Regions from separate parts of the Macaca mulatta genome. Here region 2 is linked to region 1. A link is a contact called in public Hi-C data. All regions are on one chromosome and are shown on one strand. The core of a region is the stretch at or near the end of the contact, and the rest is flanking DNA. Distances in the headings are between cores, read along the strand shown. Region 1 holds the start of RRP8 (ribosomal RNA processing 8). Region 2 holds the start of TIMM10B (translocase of inner mitochondrial membrane 10B).

The links. Hi-C and Micro-C count contacts between places; a contact is called where the count stands out from the background.
Region 2: a contact with region 1 is called in a Hi-C map of blood, with 5 times the contacts expected there. The contact joins the promoter of TIMM10B here to the promoter of RRP8 in region 1. A contact is called at or near these places in 6 of 14 Hi-C or Micro-C datasets (CD4 T cells, blood, cortical neurons and 3 more).

What each region holds. Positions count from the first base shown.
Region 1 is chr14:59,177,374-59,183,453 of T2T-MMU8v2.0, reverse strand. RRP8 (ribosomal RNA processing 8) reads right to left here and starts at 2,785. Exons shown (of 7, transcript XM_015114959.3): 1 at 2,532-2,785; 2 at 993-1,356; 3 at 290-743; 4 at 67-196. The coding sequence starts at 2,630. ILK (integrin linked kinase) reads left to right here and starts at 3,384. Exons shown (of 12, transcript NM_001195713.1): 1 at 3,384-3,518. The coding sequence starts at 3,430.
Region 2 is chr14:59,301,318-59,307,397 of T2T-MMU8v2.0, reverse strand. TIMM10B (translocase of inner mitochondrial membrane 10B) reads left to right here and starts at 2,773. Exons shown (of 4, transcript XR_013404052.1): 1 at 2,773-2,937; 2 at 3,029-3,124; 3 at 3,316-3,560; 4 at 4,108-4,326. ARFIP2 (ADP ribosylation factor interacting protein 2) reads right to left here and starts at 2,614. Exons shown (of 8, transcript XM_015114974.3): 1 at 2,505-2,614; 2 at 1,592-1,692; 3 at 1,244-1,340; 4 at 416-534; 5 at 14-235. The coding sequence starts at 1,690.

The sequences.
Region 1 (6,080 bases), core at 1,536-4,035:
GAAGGGTTAGAGATTAGCATACGGAGGTTGGGCCTAGAGCACAAGCCAGATAACATATAAGTTTACCTGGGCCATGTCACACACAGTGACCCGAGGATCCAGAGAAGCCAAGTCAAAGCAATGCACAGGGTTCCGGATGCTTGAAGCCAAGCGGCAATCTCCACAGCCGAAGTCAGCCACCACTAGGGATGCAGGCCTGAGAGTGGAAGGCAAGGGTCACATATTGGTCTGATCTGAGCCTATTACTGACCCACCACATGGCTTCTCACAGTGCCTGACCCCCATTCACCGCTGGCGAAGATCCCTGGCGATGCCGTCCACTGGCTGCAGTGGCCACTTCTTCACCTGGCTCTGGAAGCCGCGGTGGTAGACAAGAAAAGCCTCAGGGTCTTCCTGGAAGAGACGCTGTGCAGCACTGCTGGGCCCTGAGTACAGCTGTTCATTGAGGTAGCGAAATCGGGCGCCATCCAGCCGCTGTGCCATGCGGGCTCGCAAATCCGCTGCCCGAGCCTCATGGCTGTCTGTCCTGGAAACAGCAGGCACCTCTGTCTTCTCTGTGGGGGCCTCAGCTGGAGCCTGGCCTGGCACCTGAGGTGGCCGAAACTTGTTCTTATGTCTTCTTTTGTTCTTTTGCCGGTTCCGCCACTGCTTGCGGCTTAATGTACGAGGGGGTTTAGGGGAAATGGACCCAGGGCTTTGCTTCGGTGGATCATTTGTAGTACTACCCTTCCAGGCTTTGGGACCTGCAGGGAGGGAGATGGGAAGGTGCACCTGAGGCAAAATCTCTTACATTCAGGTCATGGCAAGTCATCCCAGCCATACCTCTGTCTTTGAAACAGTGACTGTGGCCTGCATAAAAGTACTTCTTATTGCCTGAGTACACCATTAACCTCAATCCTAATGGCAGTCAATAACCTCTGTTGTATGTAGAATCAGTTGACCTACTCCCTACCCCCGCCCCGACACACAGACATATACACATCCAATGGTACCTGTTTGGTCAACACCATCCAGGTGCTGGGCTGAATTTATAGGGGCATGTTTCTGGCACTTCCTCTTTCTTTTCTCTTTTTCAGCAGAGTCACTGCCAACAAGAGCCTGTTTGTGGCATTTCTTCTTCCTTTCCACTTCTTCCTCAGAGTCACTGCAAGGTGGGCCCTGTTTTTCACATTTCTTCCTCCCTTTCTTCCCTACTTCAACAGAGGCACTGGCAAACGATGCCTTTTGGGGGCATTTCTTCTTCCTTTCCTCCTCGTCCTCCTCAGAGTCACTGCTAGGTAGGCTGGGGGGATGCTGGGAAAGAGATGCTGCCTCTAGGGCCCGTAATGTGGCCAAGAGCTGGCGGCACTTGGAGCCCTGGGGGAAAACAAGGGGTGACAGTGGGCCTAAAGAGAATGGATGAGGCCTGGAGAATAAGAAGGGAGAGATGTCGACCTGATTCAGACTAGCAGAAGCAGCTGAATTCTTCCCAGTCAAGCCTGCCAGAACCCAGAAGAACTTTCACGTCACCACCCCAACTTCTGGGAAGCTGGAGAGCAGAGAAACCACCTATCCCACTTTCTTCAATGTGTAAATGAGTTAATAGAGGTTTTCCCAAAGGAAAGTGCTAAGGCCACAAGCAACAAGACCAAGGCCAGAGACCAGGAGTTCCAACCCTTCACCTTGAGCTTTTGCCTCCAGTTGATACATTCCCAAAAGAGGTAAGGAGGTTTCTGAACAGGAGGTACATGATCACACACGTATATTAAATATTTAACATGTCTCTAGCTGCAGTGTAGAAAAAAAACGGAAGGGGAGAAATTGCAGAGAGGCCAGCGGCTTGGACAATGGTAATGGGGCTAGGGGATGAAAAAAGAGGAAACAAAGTAGGTCGATTCCAAGTTGGAGGCAGACTGAAGCCTAAGAAAAGCCTGAGGAAGTACGGCCCTCACATCTGAGAGGCTCAAAGGAGAAGGTGTACTGTCGAGAAGGCTGATTCTGTGTTGCAGTCCTACTGGGTAATCCTAGGCCAGGCACTTACCTTGATTCTAAGTTTCCCACACCCTCCCTTGAACAATGATACTGACAACTCTTACTTTCTCCAATCCATTCTCCACACTGTAACCAATGACCCTTTCAAAATACAAATCTGAAGAAATAATTCCATTGCTTAAAACCTTTCATTGGCTTCTAATATATGCAAAACTTCTAATCTACCTCTTGAACTTGAACAGCATCCCTTCTCATTTACTCTGTATTCCAACCACAAGGATCACTTGTGTGTGTGACTCTAACAGAACATGCTGTCTTGCCCCAGGGCCCTTGTACGTACTTTTCCCTGTCTGAAGAACCCTCTTCGCTTCCCCAGCTTCTACTCAACAACTCTCTCTGACCCAACGTCAGTTTCTTTTGGAAATTCTCGGATCTTTAGATCAGGACTCGCCCTCAACGGTGCCACAGGTGTCCCTCCCTGCAATACACACAGCGCTGGGATCCACCAGCGTCTGCTTCGCGGCCTGAAACAGCTCCCATCGCCTCTGAGGGTCACTCACTTTGTTTTGCAAGGCGGCCGCAGGAGGAGGTCGTGAGATTACGGGCCCGAGGCCCGCGGCTACTGGGGCCGCCGAGGCCCACTCAGGCTCTTCGAACATGAGGGACCTGAGGGCAGGGTCGCGGAGTCCCCGATCTTCTCCACGTGCAGAGCTCTTCTCTGGGAGTCGCAGCGCTCAGACCCGCCAGAACGGAGCCGGAAACCAAAGCGTGACAGCCAGGGGTTGCTAGAGCGGCCGGCGCAGCGCAGCGAACCATCGAGTTCAGCCAGCCGCGGCTAGAAGGGCACGGAGGCGGTGGGAGGGGAGGGACGGAGGCCCGCGCTGCCCAAGAGCACCAGGGGCGGGGCGGGGCCGGCGTCGGGCTGCGGGCGCGGCCGGACGGGAGTTCCCCGGAGAAGGAGCCTGCAGCCCGAGTCCCGGTGAGTGCGAGAGGACCCGCGCCCCCTGCCCACGACTAGGGGTCCTGCCAACCTGTCACCCCTCACTTCTCCTGAGTTCCAAGTAAGGAACGGAGCCAACCCTGGGGAGGACCCCCAGTCCCCTCCCCCAGCGTATACGGATCCTGAACCTCCCCACTTCCCCCAACTCTATTCGCGGATAGGGTCTAGTTGCCTACTCTCGGACATCCGTTCAGGAGACACTACCTCTTAGTAGACACTACCTGCCTCCCCTGACCCCCCTTTACCTCGCGCCTAGAGGACACAGCCGGGCATCATCCCGCAGCCACAAACTCCTTCACAGACCCCCAATAGCCGGGGACGCAGCTCAGGCCCCTTACCCCCAACACAAACACTTCTCTCCTGTGGAGGATAAAGCTTGGGATTCATCCTCCTTCCCTGGATCACCCCACAGTCCTCAGGCTACCCTAATCCAGGGGACTCGGCGCCGGGACGCTGCTATGGACGACATTTTCACTCAGTGCCGGGAGGGCAACGCAGTCGCCGTTCGCCTGTGGCTGGACAACACGGAGAACGATCTCAACCAGGGGTGAGCTGAAGCGGTTGGTGGATGAGAGGAAGGCTAGATATCTCTTGGCTACGTGGAGTGGAGTGCTCATGTCTGGTGGGGGCGGCTGCCTTTGCTAGCCAGTGTAATGAGTGCTAAGCACAGCCTGTGGGGGGCAGAGGGTCTTCACAGAGGACGCAGTTTGAGCTGAATCTTGACTGCTGAATGAGAGTTTCACAGGCAGAGGCTGCAGAGAGCTTTCCAGCCTCAGTAAACTGCATGGGCAAAGACTAGGAGGCAAGGCACAGAGCAGAGAGAACAGGAAATTGTCTGGAGTTCCATATAGCTGGAGGATAGATGATCTCTGTGGGTCGGAGCATTGGGTACAAGAGGAGAAGAACAGGACATAAGACTGTAGAGGTCTGCAAGGATCAGCCAGATCATGCAAGCATATTTAGGCTATAAGAAGGTCTTTATTTTAAAAGCAAGGTTTTAAAGCTATGTAGTGACATAATGAGATTGTCCATTTTTCAGTATCATCTTGGATGCTTTGTGAAGAGCAGGTGGAAAGGAGGCAGTTGCCTAGTTCATCGTAGAAGTAATGATGTCTTGGACTAGAATTAGGGTGAGTGAAAAAGAGAAGTGATCAAATTCCAGAAGTCTTTAGGACAAAGAATTGTGGAACTTGGTGGGGAGTGAGTAAGGGCAAAGATGAGGACCAGGGTTCTGGCTTGGGAACTTGGATAGATGGTGGCTGTTTTTACTGAGATGGAGAAAACTGGAGGATGAGGCATTCTATTTTGGACGTGTTAAAGTTAAGGTGACAATGCAGCAAGGTAGAAATGTTGAGTGTGTTGTTGGTTACGCAGATTTGCAATTCAGGAGAGGAATCTGACTTGGAGATAACAGATTTGAGAGCTATCAGCATATAGATGATACTTGAAGCCATGGGTGTGAAGGAGAATGTCTCAGGAGAGTGGAAGGCAAGAGGTCAGGAGACAGGAAGCCTGCACGACTGAAAAGGAGCAGCTGTAAGTTGAAAAAGAAATAGGAAAATGTGTCAGTAAAGCTTAGAGAATGTTTTAATGAAGGGGAGGTGGTCAACAGCAGTTCAGGCTACTGAGAGATCAAAGAACATTAATATTTTAAAGTAGCCATTGAATTTACAATTGGGATTTTTTTTTTAGGTTCAGGGGTACATGTGCAGGTTTGTTATATGGATAAACTCGTGTCATGGAGATTTGTTGTACAGATCATTTCATCACCCAGGTATTAAGCCATAGTACCTATTAGTTGTTTTTCCTGATCCTCTGCCTCTTCCTATCCACCCCACTCTCGTAGGCCCCAGCGTCTGTTGTTCCCCTCAATGTGCAGTTAGGATGTATTTGATGATCTGTGAGTATTGTTTCAGAATAATGGGTGAAGAAATCAGACTACACTGGGTTCCTTCATTTAAGAAACTATGATGAACACCTTCTGTGCTGGGTGCTAGAGTCCAGAATCTGACATAATCTCTGCTCTCAAGACAGCAGATTTGTGGCAGATTGAAAAGTAGACCAGTTGCGGTGGCTCATGCCTGTAATCCCAGCACTTTGGGAGGCCGAGGTGGGTGGATCACAAGGTCAGGAGTTCGAGACCAGCCTGACCAACATATTGAAACCCTGTCTCTACTAAAAATACAAAAATTAGCTAGGTGTGGTGGTGTGCGCCTGTAATCCCAGCTACTTGGGAGGCTAAGCCAGGAGAATCGCTTGAACCTGGAAGCAGAGGCTGCAGTGAGCCAAGATCGTGCCACTGCACTCCAGCCTGGGCCACAGAGCAAGACTGTCTCAAAAAAAAAAAAAAAAAAGAAAAGTTGAGAGGTAAGCAAATAGTGAAAGGGAATGTAGACCAGTTCTACAAGGTTGGCTGAGATAGGAAGGCAAGAAGAGCAGTAATGATGGTGACTCAGGGTGGCAGATTCAAATTCTTTATTTTTTAAGATTGGTAGAGTTTAGTTTTTAGGTTTGACAAGTCAGGATCACCTGTCATCTTAGTCTAGACTTCACTGGTTCCCATTAGGTTCTACACTATTTATCTTTAATACTTTGCAAAGTCATTTGTTCCATTTTTCACATAATTCTCAAAGGGTACCCTGATAAAGACAGAAAGCACTGTTACTATTTTGTTGATGAGGAAATACAGGCTTAGGCAGTTGTCCAGTTGACCTAGCATCTAGGAAGACTCTAGGAAGATGTTGCCAGAAGGAAAAGGGGTGGCATTAATGAAACTGGATGGTTGTGGTGCTGGTTTGAGGGGTAAAGTATGGGGGCCTAAGTTGGCTGTATGCTGGATATGAAGAAGGGGTTAATTCCTAGCAGGATTCCTTGTGATAAAAGTCCAGGCCCTGAGGTGGCAGGCAGCTTGATAGTGAACAGAACCCTTGTGCCCATACTTTTGCCCTCAGAGTTTGGCCTGCCCAGTACTGGAAGCTGATAAGTCAGGGCACAAATTAAAGGTCTAGGAGGCAAGACCAGCTGATAAACAGTGGGTGTAATGCTTCCTGGGGATATCCCACCTCTAGGGAAAGCTTTTGGCTATTTCTGTGTTAGCAGATGCCAGCAA
Region 2 (6,080 bases), core at 1,524-4,023, 120 kb before region 1:
CTGGGTGAGGCACCTGAAGCTCTGGGGACTTCTGGCTGAGGTCAGCAAAGGCATCACCTAGTGCATGCTGGGTCTGCAGCAGGCTGTAGAGGTGGGCTGTCAGTGCCCGGCCCAGCTGCAGGACACTCTCATACTTGCGCTTCGTCTCACGCAGCAACTCAATCTGCAGCTCTAGCTCCAGGTCCACAGTCCGTGAGCCTCGACCAAATCGTTCTGATAACAGTTGCTTTGTGCACTGATTGGGAAACGGGGCAATAGATCAGAGACCCTAATAGCCTCCCGACACAACAGGTATCTACCCCAACGCCACCCAGGCTCCTACTCTCAGCCACAGATGGGATATTACGATCATGAGGAAAGGGGAAAAAGGTACCCATAACGAGTTTTGGGGAAGTGAGAGGTGCTCAAATCCTACCTTATAGGTGTTGATGCCCCATTTCTTGACGATGTCAAACTTTTCTCCAGCAATGCCCCGAGCCACCTCATCTCCAGGGCCAGCAGGAGTGGTGCTGTGAGATGGATGGCGGCCAGACCCTAAAGGATCAAGTTCTCTGACACCAGCCTCTCTCAGATACACCAGACACCTCTGTGGCCCCACCCATGCTTCTCTCCCAGCACATGAAATTGACTTCCCTGAAGGAGATGCTAGAGACAACTGGATTCTCCTGTTTACTAGGAGGAACTCGGACCTTGCACAGTGATAACCAAATCCTGATATACATATGGCCTCCTTGGAGGCCAGAGGAGGGGTTTGCAGGGAGTTGTTGGTGTATAGGGGCAGAGGAAACAGAAGAAAATACACTGAGTTTGGGGGCAGCAGGAGTCAAGGATGGTGGGTCATGATAACAAGAAACCTGGTTGCATTCCCATGTGGAATCTTAGTGTGAGATTCAGGGCTGTTTGTTCCTCTAAACTTTAGAATCTAAAAATTCTGAAAAGCCTCACAAAGTTCCAACTCAGCCTCAAGCTGTAGAGCGGGGGCATTCCTGTGAAGTAGGTCTTAACTTGACTCAGGTGGTGGCAGGGAAAGGACGAATGAGCCATTTCAGGGGCCAAGTGGCAAAAGGGAAATGGATGGACAATGCTGGGAGTTGCTTTTGGGCTGAGGAGAGTCCATGGGATTCCTACAAGCAGAAGTTCCTAAGATCTCCAGACATTATTCAAGCTTTCCTAGACATATCCTATGCTTCCCCAAACCATTCCTGTCCCCTCCTCCACCCAAGCTTCCTGTTTCTGTTCATACCTGTGGGGATGAGTCCATCACCAGAGCCCCCATAGCCACCAGACACAATGCTGGTTTCATTGAGGTTGGGTCCTGACACCATCACTTGCTGGAGGTCCTATAGGCCAGAGAAGAGGGGTTGCTTCAGGAACATAGGGACTGCAGAAGCATTTTGGAGGTGGGAACAAGTTTGGATTCAAGCATCATAAAGACACTACACAAGGGAAGTCTGCACAGAATCAAAATGATATGTAAAATTAAGGGAGTCAGATAAGTTCAGGGGAAGGCTACTGGAATGGAGGGTGAGAACCCAGGATTTATAAATTGGATTCCTAAATTGAAACAATTAGAAGAATCAAACAGAAGCACCTGCTCCAGCCCATCATCTTCAGGAAGCTGCCTGGCTTCACCGTTCCCGTGGATAGGGATCTCCATTGTGGCTGCCTTCCCTAGGATCCCGTCCGTCATGGCTAGGAAAGGTATTGGAGTAAAACTCTCCACCCCAGCACCCTGCAAAGCCCAACACAGAAGTTCTGGGCACTGGCCAGCACTCTAGAAGAAGGAAGCCTCCTCTGTCATTTCTTTAAAGGCTGTCCCAGGGTTTGAGTGTCCCAGCGTTTGGTCATCATTCCTTTCTTCAGGTATATGTATTTCTCCCCTCCAAAATGCACATTTGTACACAGGCACACCAAAGCACGGTGTCTTCTCACAAGCCCCCAACCTCACCAGGCCTCTGGTGATTATTCTACACTCATTCAGTCATTCAGCAGACATTTAGTGAGTGCCTACTCTGTGTCAGGTACTATTTGTGACAATGAAAATACAACAGTGAAGAGGGAAAGTAGCTCTCTTAGAACTTATCTCCATGCAGGCGTGTTTATGCTGAGCAGGAGATGGACCCTTTCCAGGGCTCAGGTCTTCACCCCCCATTCAGGTTTGTTCTCCATTGCTTGGCCTTTCTCACTCCTTTAGTGTTTCTTCCCCCTTCCTTCAGGGGGTCTCCCCTCCTACGTCTCATACAACTCCTCTTCCTTGGGCCCTCCCCACCAGGCCTTAGTTAGATCAGTTGGTGTATGTTCCCAGTCTCTGGCAAAAGCCTGTCTTTACCAGGATATCGGTGATCCCTTCCACAGTCAGTCTCCCAGGTATGTGAGTCCCCGCCCCCACCCCCATACACCTGGACATCAGGTGTGTCCTCATTCTTCCCCAGGGCTCGGGGCATCTTGCCCTCTGGACAGGTTTGTGCGTTCAACTTCCCGTCGCCCAAGCATGTCCCTCTCACCTCGGGCCGGGCCGCTCTTCCCCTCAGGGCGCCAGGCCCGGGCCGCGCGGGGACCTCGGGCTCCAGTTCCCGTCGCGATCCTAGCAGCAGGTCAGGGACTCGGCGGAAGTGACGTCCTCTCCGGGCAGAAGAAGCCGGCCACGTCGCAGATTATAAGGGCGGAAGTGACGTCGAAGCCGGGGCAGGGCGATACTCTAGCTTGGTTCTCGAGAGCAGCGAGAGGTTACTTCCGGGGCGGCACCGAGAAGCTGAAAAGGAAGTGGCGTAGAGCATGCGCCGGTGGCGTGATGGAGCAGCAGCAGCAGCAACAGCAACTGAGAAACGTGAGTGAGAACTAAGTCGTTTCGGGGCCAGACGTTCAGCTCGCATTCCTGCACACATCGCGGAAACCCCATAGAGCCAGGGATCTGAGGGCTGGAAACTTCGGGTTATGGTGCGCGGGCCTGGGAAACTTTGGGCTGCGCGACCTTGAGTAGAAGTGTGGGGCACATATCGCTGAGTTCGTGGTCCCGGTTTTCTCCCAGCTGCGTGACTTCCTGTTGGTCTACAATCGGATGACAGAACTCTGCTTCCAGCGTTGTGTGCCCAGCTTGCACCACCGAGCTCTGGACGCTGAGGAGGTGGGGAACTGTGTAAGGAGGTTACGCTGCAAACAGAGTTTAGCGGTAGACTGCTTCCCTCCTCACCCCACTTCCCCTACCTCTGGTCCTGGCCTTCCCAGACCCTCACCCCTAGGCTGTGCATGGGGAAGGAAGGAGGCGGGCCCGACAGGACACCTTTGTCCTCCGCTTAAACCCTATCTTCCTTCTAGGAGGCCTGTCTGCACAGCTGTGCTGGGAAGCTGATCCATTCCAACCACCGCCTCATGGCCGCTTACGTGCAGCTCATGCCTGCCCTGGTACAGCGCCGCATCGCAGACTACGAGGCTGTCTCGGCTGTGCCAGGCGTTGCTGCTGAGCAGCCTGGGGTCTCTCCATCAGGCAGCTAGCCATCTCCAACCCCAGGAGGGAAGGCCCTGGATGGACCCTCAGATTGAAGGACCCAGTGGACCTTAGGGTTGGTGAATCCTAAACGGAGAGAATTCGAGGTCGCCTGAAAACTGGCTGTCCTTGCTCCTTTTCCTGGAGCCAATATACTCGCTTTTTACTCTGTTTGATTTATATTCTGGGCAAGGAAGCTTTGCATACTTTATTGGCATAATCCTTTGTTCTGTCATTTAGCCATATCTGCTGGCTTCAGCCCTGGCAGCTGATAAGTTGTCTTCTATATGTAGAAGGAAAACCTGAGTATTTGCAGGCATCTGGTTAAAGCAGGGTCTGTGTGTACAATTTTAAAATGAGTAATATGTCAGGCTTTATCTTAGTTTACAACAAAACTACAAGTAAGCGGTATTAGCCTCACTAAATAGATGAGGAAGCAAGATTCCAGAATGTACCAGAAGGCCATTTGATACAAAAGGAGATTGGTTCCTGCCCAGATGACAGAAAATGGGAGCTCTGTCTAGTTGTCCTTAAGTCTGACTGACTTCAATGGCTTATAACCGTGAACCAAGTATTTGTTGGTTCATAACTGTTGTTTTGTGAACTATGTCTTATATGTCTAGAATTCTGCTGGATCTAGGGAAAGGAGAAGCTGTCGAAGTACAACGGATCAAAAAACCACAGGGCTTTTGGGCACTGCCTCCTTGAGAAGTTAGTGGCCACAGAAGAGAGATGAAACCTGTAAGAAGTCTGGAGTCTTGGAACTTCAGCCATTTCCCCAGGTTGTTACTTTCTTAGTTTGTACAGTCTTCTCAGGATGAGCAGTAAAACCTTTGAACCAAGGTCTGTGTGCTTGTCTTACGGGCAATCGGGAAGGGAGAAAGTTGGGGACCGTATTCTGCAATACAGCCAAATCTGAGGAAGAAAAACTGAAGGGGGAAGTAGATGGCAATGGTTATGATAAAAAGGATAAAACGAAATCTTCGGGACTTCCTTAATGCTACCTTAATGTTTCACTGCTTGTCTAGAATCTCCTAATTCCAGCTTTCCATCATCTGCCCCACATTGGTCTCATTGAGTACAATCCGTGATTTCTTTCTTTTTTTTTTTTTTTTTTTTTTTTTTTTGAGACGGAGTCTCACTCTGTCGCCCAGGCTGGAGTGCAGTGGCCGGATCTCAGCTCACTGCAAGCTCCGCCTCCCGGGTTCCCGCCATTCTCCTGCCTCAGCCTCCCGAGTAGCTGGGACTACAGGCACCCGCCACCTCGCCCGGCTAGTTTTTTGTATTTTTTAGTAGAGACGGGGGTTTCACCGTGTTAGCCAGGACGGTCTCGATCTCCTGACCTCGAGATCCGCCCGCCTCGGCCTCCCAAAGTGCTGGGATTACAGGCTTGAGCCACCGCGCCCGGCCCATTCTGTGATTTCTAATTCCAGCCTCTCCGTTCTTTTCTCATTATTGCCTCCCCCGCCCCCCAACTTTGTGTAATTTACTTCTGTATTCAGCAGCCTGAATAGCATATCATTCCATCACCCCATTTTCTTGCCACCCTTGGCCATCTTTTTGTATCATTCCACTTATTCTGTCTTTGCTATTTCTGCTAGAGAAAAACAGTTGTGTAATGAATGCCACTAAATATTCAAGGCCTCCAACCTTGACCTAGTCCTCACACCAGCACGCACCTTTATGGGTTCCTGGTCCATTTCCTTCTCTAATTACCATGGCAGTTATTTTACACCTTCACAGCTGTCTTTAATCCCATACCCCTCATCAGGTGACCCTGTTTCCTGTTTTAGAGGAATTGAAGCTCTTAGACATTGGTTTCCACAGTAATAATTTTAAAACTTCTTACAACTACCCACAAAGCAGATGTTCTTCCTATCTACAGAGCAGGAAATTGAAATTCTCAAGTAGGGTATTAAAGTGCAAATCTGACTTTAAAGTCCATGTTCATTTTAACACACCAGGCTGCCTCTTAAGATAGTATTTATTGAGCACCCACTTTGTGTAGGTTCTGATTTTGGTAGATGTCATGCTTTATCTTAATTTTTACCACAACTATAAGTAAGAGGTATTAGCCTCACTTAACAGATCAGGAAGCAAGAATCCAGAATGTGCCAGAAGGCCCTTTTATACACAGTTTCTTTTTTTTTGAGACAGTCTCGCTCTGTTGCCTAGGCTGGAGTGCATTGGCGCGATCTAGGCTCACCGCGACCTCTGCCACCTGGGTTCAAGCAATTCTCCTGCCTCAGCCTCCCAAGTAGCTGGGATTACAGGCATGCGCCACCACTAATTTTTTTGTATTTTTAGTAGAGATGGGGTTTCACTATATTGGTCAGGCTGGTCTTGAACTCCTGACCTTATGATCCGCCCACCTCAGCCTCCCAAAGCACTGGGATTACAGGCATGAGCCACTGCTGCCGGCCTATACAAATTGTCTTATTGAGAAAAGTGGTTCCAATCATGTTTTTTGCCCCATTTAGCTGCCATCTCTTGAACAGAGATGTTAGGAAGGTAAAAGTTGCTGACCAGGACCTTACCCACTGAGTGGCATTCTGTCCTTGGGAAATATAAATGCAAGTAAAACAGGTTTGAACTT